2 separate regions of the Triticum aestivum genome follow, and region 1 is linked to region 2. The links are chromatin contacts, called in public Hi-C maps. All regions are on one chromosome and are shown on one strand. The core of a region is the stretch at or near the end of the contact, and the rest is flanking DNA. Distances in the headings are between cores, read along the strand shown.

Region 1 (4,877 bases), core at 890-3,389, 230 kb after region 2:
AAACCTTGTCCTTCATATCTTTGATCTCTTCATCTTTCGAGGTTAATAATTCATCCTTCTCAAAAACTAGCTTCACTAGATCCTCCTTTGACAGATCAAGATCTTCTGTACCTGAATCAGAAAATGCAGGTCATTTAGTTCATCACCTCCTGATAGACTGGGGACTTAAGTCTTTCAAACCTACTTCCAGGCGAACCACTGTCTTCCTTTGAAGCTTCACCATTCGATTCATGTGCAGTACTTTCCTGGTCTTTGGGTTCGTGTACCTCCTTATCATTTTGTTGAGGAGTAGAAGATGAAAAGCCAAACCTTTGAAAGATGTTGCTTGAGTATCTCAAGGGCTGATTCAACATATATGGAACCTGCTTGTCAGAGAGCATACAGCTCATATAAGTAAAAAAAGTAGTAGAAACAGAAACAGCCCAAAGACAGAAGATTACTATTGATAATTCAGGCGTTATCTAAACCAAATTAATAGTCTCCCATTAAGTGAAAGTAACAAAGAGATCATGTGCCTACAGACAGTTTAGGAGTCAATATGATAGATGTTAGTACTATGTGGAATAAGACATCAGAAAGTGAAAGTGGATTAATAAATTATACTCCCTCCGTCCCTAAATATAAGTCTTTGTAGAGATTTCACTATGGACTACCTACGGAGCAAAATGAGTGAATCTACACTCTAGAATGCATCTACATACATCCGTATGTGGTTCATAGTGGAATCTCTCCAAAGACTTATATTTAGAAACGGAGGGAGTACATATGTACATAGTCCAACATGAATTCTGAGAACAAAACCATCACAGCATATGTAGTATAAAGATTAGGATTTCGACTAGCTGTAAGAAAAAAGGATTTTGATCATTCATAATGAGATGGGGAGGAGAAACCAGGCTGCAGTGAAGGTCACAGAGTGAGCAGCCTGAAAGATGCTCTACCAAGATATAAGACCGCAGTATACATAGCGACATGCTGAGAGATCTCTGGCAGATGCTTGAGAGCAGAGCAGGTTAAATTTGTTTGTGGTGGCTGCTGCATGTTTACATCAGCCTAGTTTCTTATTCCCATCTTGCAACAAGTAGTCGATAGCATAAACATATACAACCCAATAACCCAAGATATGATGGATTCATTCTTTGGCTTTGTTTCAGACTATCTAGCATGTGCAAAATTTACTGGCGTGCAATCATTATTTCATCCTGTTAGACATGATAATCCGTTTATTACCTTTGGTGAATTATGGACTCAAATTAGTTGTAGGCCATATTAATTTCTAACAATGCACAAACCAGAGTTAATTGACACAATATTCAGATCATGTTCTGACAAGGAAGCACATCATACTACTGCAGACATAAGTACAAGTACATGATAACTGGGATTCTGGAATCTATATATTTCCCAAAAAAAATGCGCATTCTAATAGTAGAAGTTAGGTCCCTTGCAGGAAAATCCCCAACTCTATATTCAAATAACAATTCTGACAACATCCAAGGGTTTTATGGTCCAACACTCGGAAACATAACTCATAGACTATCATATCCAAAATCCCAACACTCCGCCAAAACCTAGACTTAGCATGATCTTATGACGAATCCAAAACCCAACCTCGCTTTGGAGCAAAACCCACACCTCCGCCAACCATCACTAGGAATAAATCCCTGAATTCCCCCCGACCAGAAACCACGGACGAAGAATAATCTGCAGCCGGAAACACCGAGCCTGGATGCCTATCCTCCGCATCCTAAAAATTCCAGAAATCCCCTACGAGATGCGACCCAACACACTAGAAGAACATCGAAGCTCAAACCGGCCGTAGAAACGGCCGAGAAAATCTCACCCTGGCGGGGCCGAAGGAAGAGGCGAGCGGGCGAGCGGCCACCGCCGCCACGCCGCCGAGCGGCCGCCTAGTAGCGGACGCCACCACCGCGGCGGCGCATTGCCTCGTGGCCCGCGCGAGGAGGCGCGCGGCTACCATCTCTGCGCTGCGCTAGAACCGGGAGCGGCGAGGGGTTTCCGACGGATTCGCGAGGCGGGCGCCGAGGAGGGGGCAGGGGGGAGGAGAGAGCCAGAGAGGGATCGAAACGTCTGGAAGGGAATTGCGGCCAGCGGGGAAGGGAAGAGCGCCTAGGGATCGAAGCGAATGACCGCTATACCCTGTGAATACATCCCGAGACAGGGGTGGGGTGGCAGGGGTATTTGTGTCTTTTGAGGAGACGTTCGTGGGATCAACTTGTCGTCCAAGAAGGGTTTAAGGGTTTGAGCGGTTGGGTTATCTGAGCCGCTGACATTCTTGAGAACAAACAGAAGGGTTCCAGCTGACGTCGTATCTTTTCAATCTATATTGACTATTTTTCTTGATTTTATTTATATCAGCTATTTTTCTTTTCGTTTATTAGCACTTTACTTTGAGGAAGTGTTTGGTTCTTTTGTTTGCATGGGAGGAAGTGTTTGGTTCGCCCACCTTTTTTAACACGCAACACCCGTACATACGCATATATATTCATCCATATGAATGTGCGCACACCTCTATAAACACATTTGATAGACTGAGCTGGCACATCATCTTGACATTGACGATGTCGCCACGGACGGCGACATAATCGACGAGAACATCTCCTCTCACTAAATGTGCATCATCAAAAGGCCTGAAATAAATTCAAAAATAATGCGACCGCCAATTTCAAATTTAGGACTTGAACCTCGGTGCGTTGGTTCCACCACATGGAACCTAACTATCTGAGTTATACTTAGTTCGTGGCTCGTGCATCATTAACGTAGATGGTAACAATATGAGAATGCACCGCATTGCACCGTTAACGTAGATGATAACGGTATGAGAATACACAACATTGCAACTGTAGTGAGACTATTGCCCGTTTTGTTTGGTTATCTCCGGTAATGGTAACGTAAACAAGGCAACCAATCCAAAGATATTAGAAAACATACTACAACTAGGGGTGGCGTTGCATGATTCTCCTGATACGAATTCGTCGATCATGGATACCAAAGAGCCGAGAGAAGGTCTAACGATTGAAGGGGTCATTGACGGGAGCAACGTGTGGAGCAAGTAGAACTGTTGATAGCCAGTCGTTGTCGGATGCCACGAGGAAGATGTTGCAACACGAAATCTGGTGATGGCCCGCCGTCAGCATCTGTTGATGCTCGACGGATGAATGTTGTGTCCGGTCAACATAGCTACGAAGGAGATGAGGGGGGACGAAAGCGAGAAGAAGCTCGGGACGGAATCATTTAACGGCCATGGGTGGGTGTAACTGGTTTTGTAAAGCCCTATTATTTGATTCTTGGTACTTAATTTTGTCACATCTCAACCAAACACGAGTAGCGGGATCAGGTACCGTTGTAATCAGATACCAAAAAATCATGAAACAAATCCGCCCCGAATCATCAGCGGTGTGTTGATTGTAGCGCAGAAATCAGTTGCTCCCTGGTGATCTGATCCGATTTAATATCGTAATCCCGAGTATGTCAATCCTTGGAGAAAAAATTCTAGCATGTAACATTTTGTCATTTGTCTTAACAAAATCATCAAATGTATGCAACATGGAAGGCGATGCTTGTAGCACCACACAAAAACTTGCAGCATGATCACAACATTTGGTTCGAAGCCTAAATCGATAAGGTAGGATAGCGTCACCTATACGGCTATACATATAATAATTGCATTAGGTGTGTTGACAAGAAAGTATGTATCTTGATTGCAAGGTTGTTTGAGAGAGAATATTTTCAACCGACGGATTGGTACGAGGGAAAATGTTGATGTCCTACAATCTTATGTGCTTGAAAGACAAACAAAGTCTACAAGAATAAAAATGTGTGATAGAAATCAGGCGGGTCTAGATCACAAGTGATAGCCATGAGTAATGACCGCTAGCCTGGGTGAGAGGCCGGTGTGTCATAAAATGGTATCAAAGCCAACCCTCACAGTTACATGGACATGTGCAGGTAGGGTATGTACATGTGGCGCATGGCACGTGTGGCCCATCGAGGCGCACCGCATGGCACATGTGTCGGCACTGGATACATGGACGTGTGCTAAGAGAGAACGCTTCTTTTGGGCCGCCGAGGGTGTCAGATCCTTTGAAGGGGGTTTCTAGTTAAATAGGGTTGATTAGTTTTTATTGATATAGACTACTCATATCAATAAGGTGTATTTTTTTCGGAAGATCATCTCTAAAAAACCTCTAGGTTAAGCTACTTAATAGTCTTACAATTTAGACGCTCGTATTGATCTTCGTGCTTCAAGATTCAACTTCTGGCCGGAACACTTGCATTTCATTGATATTCATATCTAAAGGAAAGATAATAATCGATTGGATTGCCGAGTTTGGTCACTGTATTTGTATGAAGCCGGTGTGTTTTTCCTATCCAGCTAAAGCAGAACAACAATCGTTTTGGCATGAAATCAACTGATCACAAACTACATGTGACACCAGCATGCAGAATTCAGCTGTCTACCTTTCAGTCAGCTTATGCTGCTTCGATTTTTTGCCTGGTAACCTAACCTTTTGTGTGACACTAACTCGTTCTTTTCTGCCCTCAGCTGCAGCCGCTATATATGCAGTAGTAGGGGTATGTGCCCTTGAGACGAAGATCGCTGTGCTCGCAACAATCAAGGTGCGACAATGGGGAAACAACGCTCATCGCCATCGATGAGGAAGAAAGTTCAGAGGAAGCATCTTATGGAGCTGCTGCGTATCACCGCAAGGCCTCCGCAAGAACGCTGGAGCATCAGGGAAAGCGTGAACTTCAAGATTGCCCTAGGAAGGTATACCGAATACGATACAGATACTCAAATGCTCGTTCATAGAGATGCAGATTGCACCTTCACTTTTGTGGAGGAACAAGATTGT
Region 2 (4,849 bases), core at 331-2,830:
GTTCCCACCACCATGGCTGCTGGTGCTATTGTGCGGAAGGTCTGACCACGCCATCGGCCATGCATGGAACATACACCATGCATGCAAGACATGTCCACACCGGACTAAATTTACGCCGACATGGACACCTCATGACTGCCTTGCACGACCACGTCGCCTGCTCAACGATGAAGATGTATATGTCAGTAAGATGTTCTTGTTGATCGTGTGAGCGAATTTGGCGTGCAGTGGATCGATGAAAGGGGAGGGTGGCATTGGCCATGGCCAATGGCGACGTCGATTTAGATATCACTTGGAGCCAAACGTTCACATCATTATCGTGCTTAAGGTGCGCATGTGATAGGACACCTTTGAGCAGTGGCGGAGCTTGAAAGAAAAAGCTAGGCGGGCTAGACTAAATAAGAACACAACTTTTCTAAAACTCTGAATCATAAGCATTAGTGTATGATACAATGTTACAAGATGGAGCGAGCACATATGTACATTTATCATGCCATTGCTTATCAAATGGAGAATTTGGTGCTGCCCTACTGCTGTGTGCAGTCCCTTCGGATGTATGATGTATCTCAACAAAAATTTGTCCGGCACCAGCGGGCAGGGATGTTGGAGCCTTGGGGTAGAGCAGGCGCAACACACAGAGCAAGGGCTCATGCACCGGTACCGTTGTTGGCAGCAGGACAGACGTTAGATTCGTGAGGTGACCCGCGACTAATGCGATCTGACGACAGATGTGACCCCTCCCTCCCCGCGCCATGGCCGACAACTGCTCTGCGAGATAACCGAAGGCTCGCTCCGGTGGCCGGTGCTCCCTGGTCCGGGGCAGCGATACGGCTACATGCTTCAAGATGGGGAGCGGATGAAGATGTCGTGCAGTTCCCACTCGCTGATGTGGTGCGCAAGTGCGTTGTCTACGAGAGATTCAGAGGATGTGCAAAGCTGGGCTGGGGGTGCTGGGATAGGAAGAATACATAAGTAAAAACATTGGTTAAATTACTGGGCGGGCCATGGCCCAGGTCGGCCCCAACAGAGCTCCGCCCCTGCCTTTGAGTCTGTCAAGCCACACATACAAAAAATATATATTGATAATGAAGAAGGGTCACCTCTTGAAGCAAACTCGAGGAGAAGAACACAAGAAACACACTGCACAATACCCACCATGTGGTTTGTAACTGGTTTTCTAGAGTGAGAAAAAGGGGAAGGAAAGATGAGCGTGACACCATTATTCATTCATTAACTCCTCTTTAATTATAACAAAAATTATTATTTCCAACTATAGTTTATGTTTTATGAAGAAATTAGTCGATACCTTTGGTTGATTTTAAAATACTCCCTCTGTTCTAAATATTTGTTCTTTTAGAGATTTCAAATGGACTACCACATACGGATGTATATACACATATTTTAGAGTGTAGATCCATTCATGTTGCTTCGTATATAGTCGCTTGTTGAAATTTTTAGAAAGACAAATATTTAAAAACGGAGGGAGTAAAAGGTAATATCTACCATTAAATCTGGAGAAAAAGATATGACAGGCAAAGAGAACACGGGGCAGGGAAAATCAAAAATGTTCCCCGGCGACGGGAATCGAAAGTGAGGTAACCTTACCGGCCCCGAAACGCTCGCCCCCACATGCCACCACGGCCCGCACTGCACGCGCCTCCTCCTTCCTCCCCCTCCCAACCCTAGAATCTTCCAGAATCAGCGGGAAGCAGGGAGGGCGAGGCGCGCGCCGCGCTTCCGGAAGCTTCTAGAAGCTCTAGGGGGGAAGGAGCCGAGATGGGGACGTCGGATCTGGACCGGCAGATCGAGCAGCTCAAGCGGTGCGAGCCGCTGGCGGAGGCGGAGGTCAAGGCGCTCTGCCTCAAGGCCATGGAGATCCTCGTCGAGGAGAGTAACGTCCAGCGCGTCGACGCCCCCGTCACGGTACGTGCTTGCGCGCAGCTCCCTCTCCTTTTCGATTGGAAGCGGTTTGGGCGCGATTCAATGGGGGAAATGACGCGCTCTCGAACGAGTCGGGGTCGCTCCCCGAGGTCCCGGTGAAGATTGCGGGTGCTTGGGAGATGTACTGATGTGCGGGAAGGCTTCGATTCCGTTCGTTTGGGCAACCAAATTTCACTGCGTTCTGATTGAGATTTACTAGTGTTTGCATTAGGGCTCTAGGGTTTCGTTGGTGAGGTGATGCCAGATTTCCTGTGTCATTATCTTCTGGAGATGGTCTGGGGAAAATATTTCTCATTCCTGTCATGTCTTTTTCAAGGAAAATGATGTAATGTGTATATTCATTGGTTGTGCTTTTGTCTGGCTGATATATCTACACGTGTTCAAATAATTGTGATTTAAGAAACTAATATTTGCTTCTTGCACTCAGATATGTGGAGACATTCATGGACAGTTCTACGACATGAAAGAACTTTTCAAAGTTGGAGGTGACTGCCCGAAGACAAACTACTTGTTCCTTGGGGATTTTGTTGACCGAGGATTTTATTCTGTTGAAACATTTTTGCTTCTTTTGGCCTTAAAGGTATGCTGTTGATAAGTAATACTAATATGTTTTGTAGGCATATCTATTAATGCTGTATCTTTTAATGTTTATTGATGCCTCTGTTCCAAAAACGGTAACGGCCATTTTCTCGGTCAACTGACCCAGTAGTTACTCTTGACTACACTGCCTTACCAGACTATTTTACTTGTATGGGGAAGGCCATGCTCCTTATATACAGGCTGGTATATGGTATAGTAGACCTGTTTGTACAGCAGTGGTCAAAGCTGGCGCTCAGCTTGCGGCCCTGATGTGCACATGAAAGCCAATAGTGTGAAGCCTGTATGACACTAGACTGCGTAATAACGTGAACTAGTAGTTCAAATGAATGGTGTCTAATTACCTTTTTTTGTTGCTGGAATGGTCACACATGTGTATCTATAACTCTCAGTTTTGCAATAATTCCTAGCTAGAATTGGAAGCTATTTCTAACTTATTTTGATTGTGTCAACTTTGAAACCAAATGTAGCCTTTTATGAACATGGTCCTGGTAAGACAAAATCAATACTACCTGCTGCCCGTAAAATGCTCATAAGGAATCTGGCATCCAAGTTGTAGTCCAGGGAGAAGAAGAATAGGGTGATTGCAGAGACAGTAAGGAATTAAAGTGAACTGCTTAGTAGACAATTGAGGAGAATTAGGAAGTTGATTTTGAAGCTAGTTTGGAAGTATTATAATTGGAGTCCAGAAAGGACACAACACATCCTCCATTTAAGGATGTACTGTATCTATGACTTCTCTCTTATTTAGCACAGAAGATTAATGATTTAGTTTTTCTTATAAAAGTTCTTGCCTAGCTATCCCTCTCCTTAAGGTCTCATTCAATCCATGCCTTCTGGCCGCCCTCTAGGTTCATATCATAGCCATTAACGCTCCAGTCATTATAGTGACAGAAATGATTGAATGGACTAGAACTATAACAAGTCTTTTAGAAGGAGGTGCTTTCTTCCCACGCCTCTCATGAAAAGGTGCAATGTGGGAAGTATAGCAAGAAACAGGGTTCTGCATGTCGACAGAAATGTAATCTGGTCTGGTATGCTCACACTTAAAAAAAAGTGCTAGGCGTTAATTGTGCGTTTTGCCACCGCCTTGTGCTTTTCTTAGCAAAGCGCACACTTAAGCGCAATTAAGCGCTAGGCGTTTTGCTATCGCCTAGAGCCTATACGTGCCTTTTTTAACTATGGGTATGCTACATCTCTAAGTTATCAGCCAAATGACCCTGGAGATTGTTAGGTATATACACATACTCTTGTCATGTAATGATGATGTATAGCTTCAGAGAGTAAGGGTGTGTTTGGTCTGAGCCCAATGTCGCCCTACCAAAAATTTGGCAAGTCAAAAGTTTGGTCAAGGTTTTGCTTGCCCCTGAGTCTAGCAAACATTGGCTCATAAATGAAGTAGAGTTGGTAAAGGGTCATTAGCTTGCCAAAAAATTGGCAACTTTCCAAACAAAGAGCAAACTTTTGGTCATAGCCAAAAATTTGGCAAGGTATATTACCAAACATAATCTAAATTATGATGCCTAACATACTTCAGAGAGTAACTGTTGTTTGGCTGCTAAGTGTCTGGCCTGTTTCATAACTGAGGATGCCATATAAGATAGTGTATTGCATTTTGCTGTAAAAAGGCCACCTGAAGTCAGTATAACTCTGCACCTCACTGAATGGCTGAAAGCTTTATCTTATGTCTGTTGTAAAATGCGAGAATTCTGCATGCTTGCTTTAAAATTTTGGAGAGGCCTTATACTCATTCGCGATTTATCTTGGCTCCTCACATTCAAATTCCCTAATCCAAATTCAGTAGTTAAACACTTCGAGTTGTTCTCTTTCAAGTTACATTCTGTGCCATTTAATTTCCTGTCCTAACCTTTACTATCATATTGTCTCCAGGTTAGGTACCCAGATCGTATAACTTTAATACGAGGAAATCATGAGAGCAGGCAGATCACACAAGTGAGTGACCTTTTTCAAGTTGGATATTCTGTAGTGATGTTACGATAGTTGTCATTTATTCTTCGAACTCGTACATCGCTGCAGGTTTATGGCTTCTATGATGAGTGTCTTCGTAAATACGGCTCGGTGAATGTCTGGAGATATTGCACAGAAATATTTGACTATTTAAGGTAATATTTCTATGTTGCTTTTATATTGCATGTGGTAATGCTATGAGGCTGCTATGTGGGCAAAATTGACAAATTTGACCTATGAACAAAATCAAATCACAGAATGAACTGCCCGTGAAATTATTTCACGCGGCTGACCTTTTTGTGTGATGCCCGACACGAAGGCGTCACACTACACTGTGCAACGC

What was found. A called contact is a pair of places that touch in the nucleus more often than the background predicts.
Region 1: a contact with region 2 is called in a Hi-C map of leaf, with 5 times the contacts expected there. The contact joins the promoter of LOC123111628 here to the promoter of LOC123111626 in region 2. A contact is called at or near these places in 2 of 5 Hi-C or Micro-C datasets (both in leaf).

What each region holds. Positions count from the first base shown.
Region 1 is chr5B:321,452,647-321,457,523 of IWGSC CS RefSeq v2.1, forward strand. LOC123111628 (grpE protein homolog 2, mitochondrial) reads right to left here and starts at 2,140. Exons shown (of 6, transcript XM_044532455.1): 1 at 1,844-2,140; 2 at 197-362; 3 at 1-111. The coding sequence starts at 1,981.
Region 2 is chr5B:321,226,439-321,231,287 of IWGSC CS RefSeq v2.1, forward strand. LOC123111626 (serine/threonine-protein phosphatase PP-X isozyme 2) reads left to right here and starts at 1,581. Exons shown (of 8, transcript XM_044532451.1): 1 at 1,581-1,923; 2 at 2,369-2,521; 3 at 4,429-4,491; 4 at 4,576-4,661. The coding sequence starts at 1,777.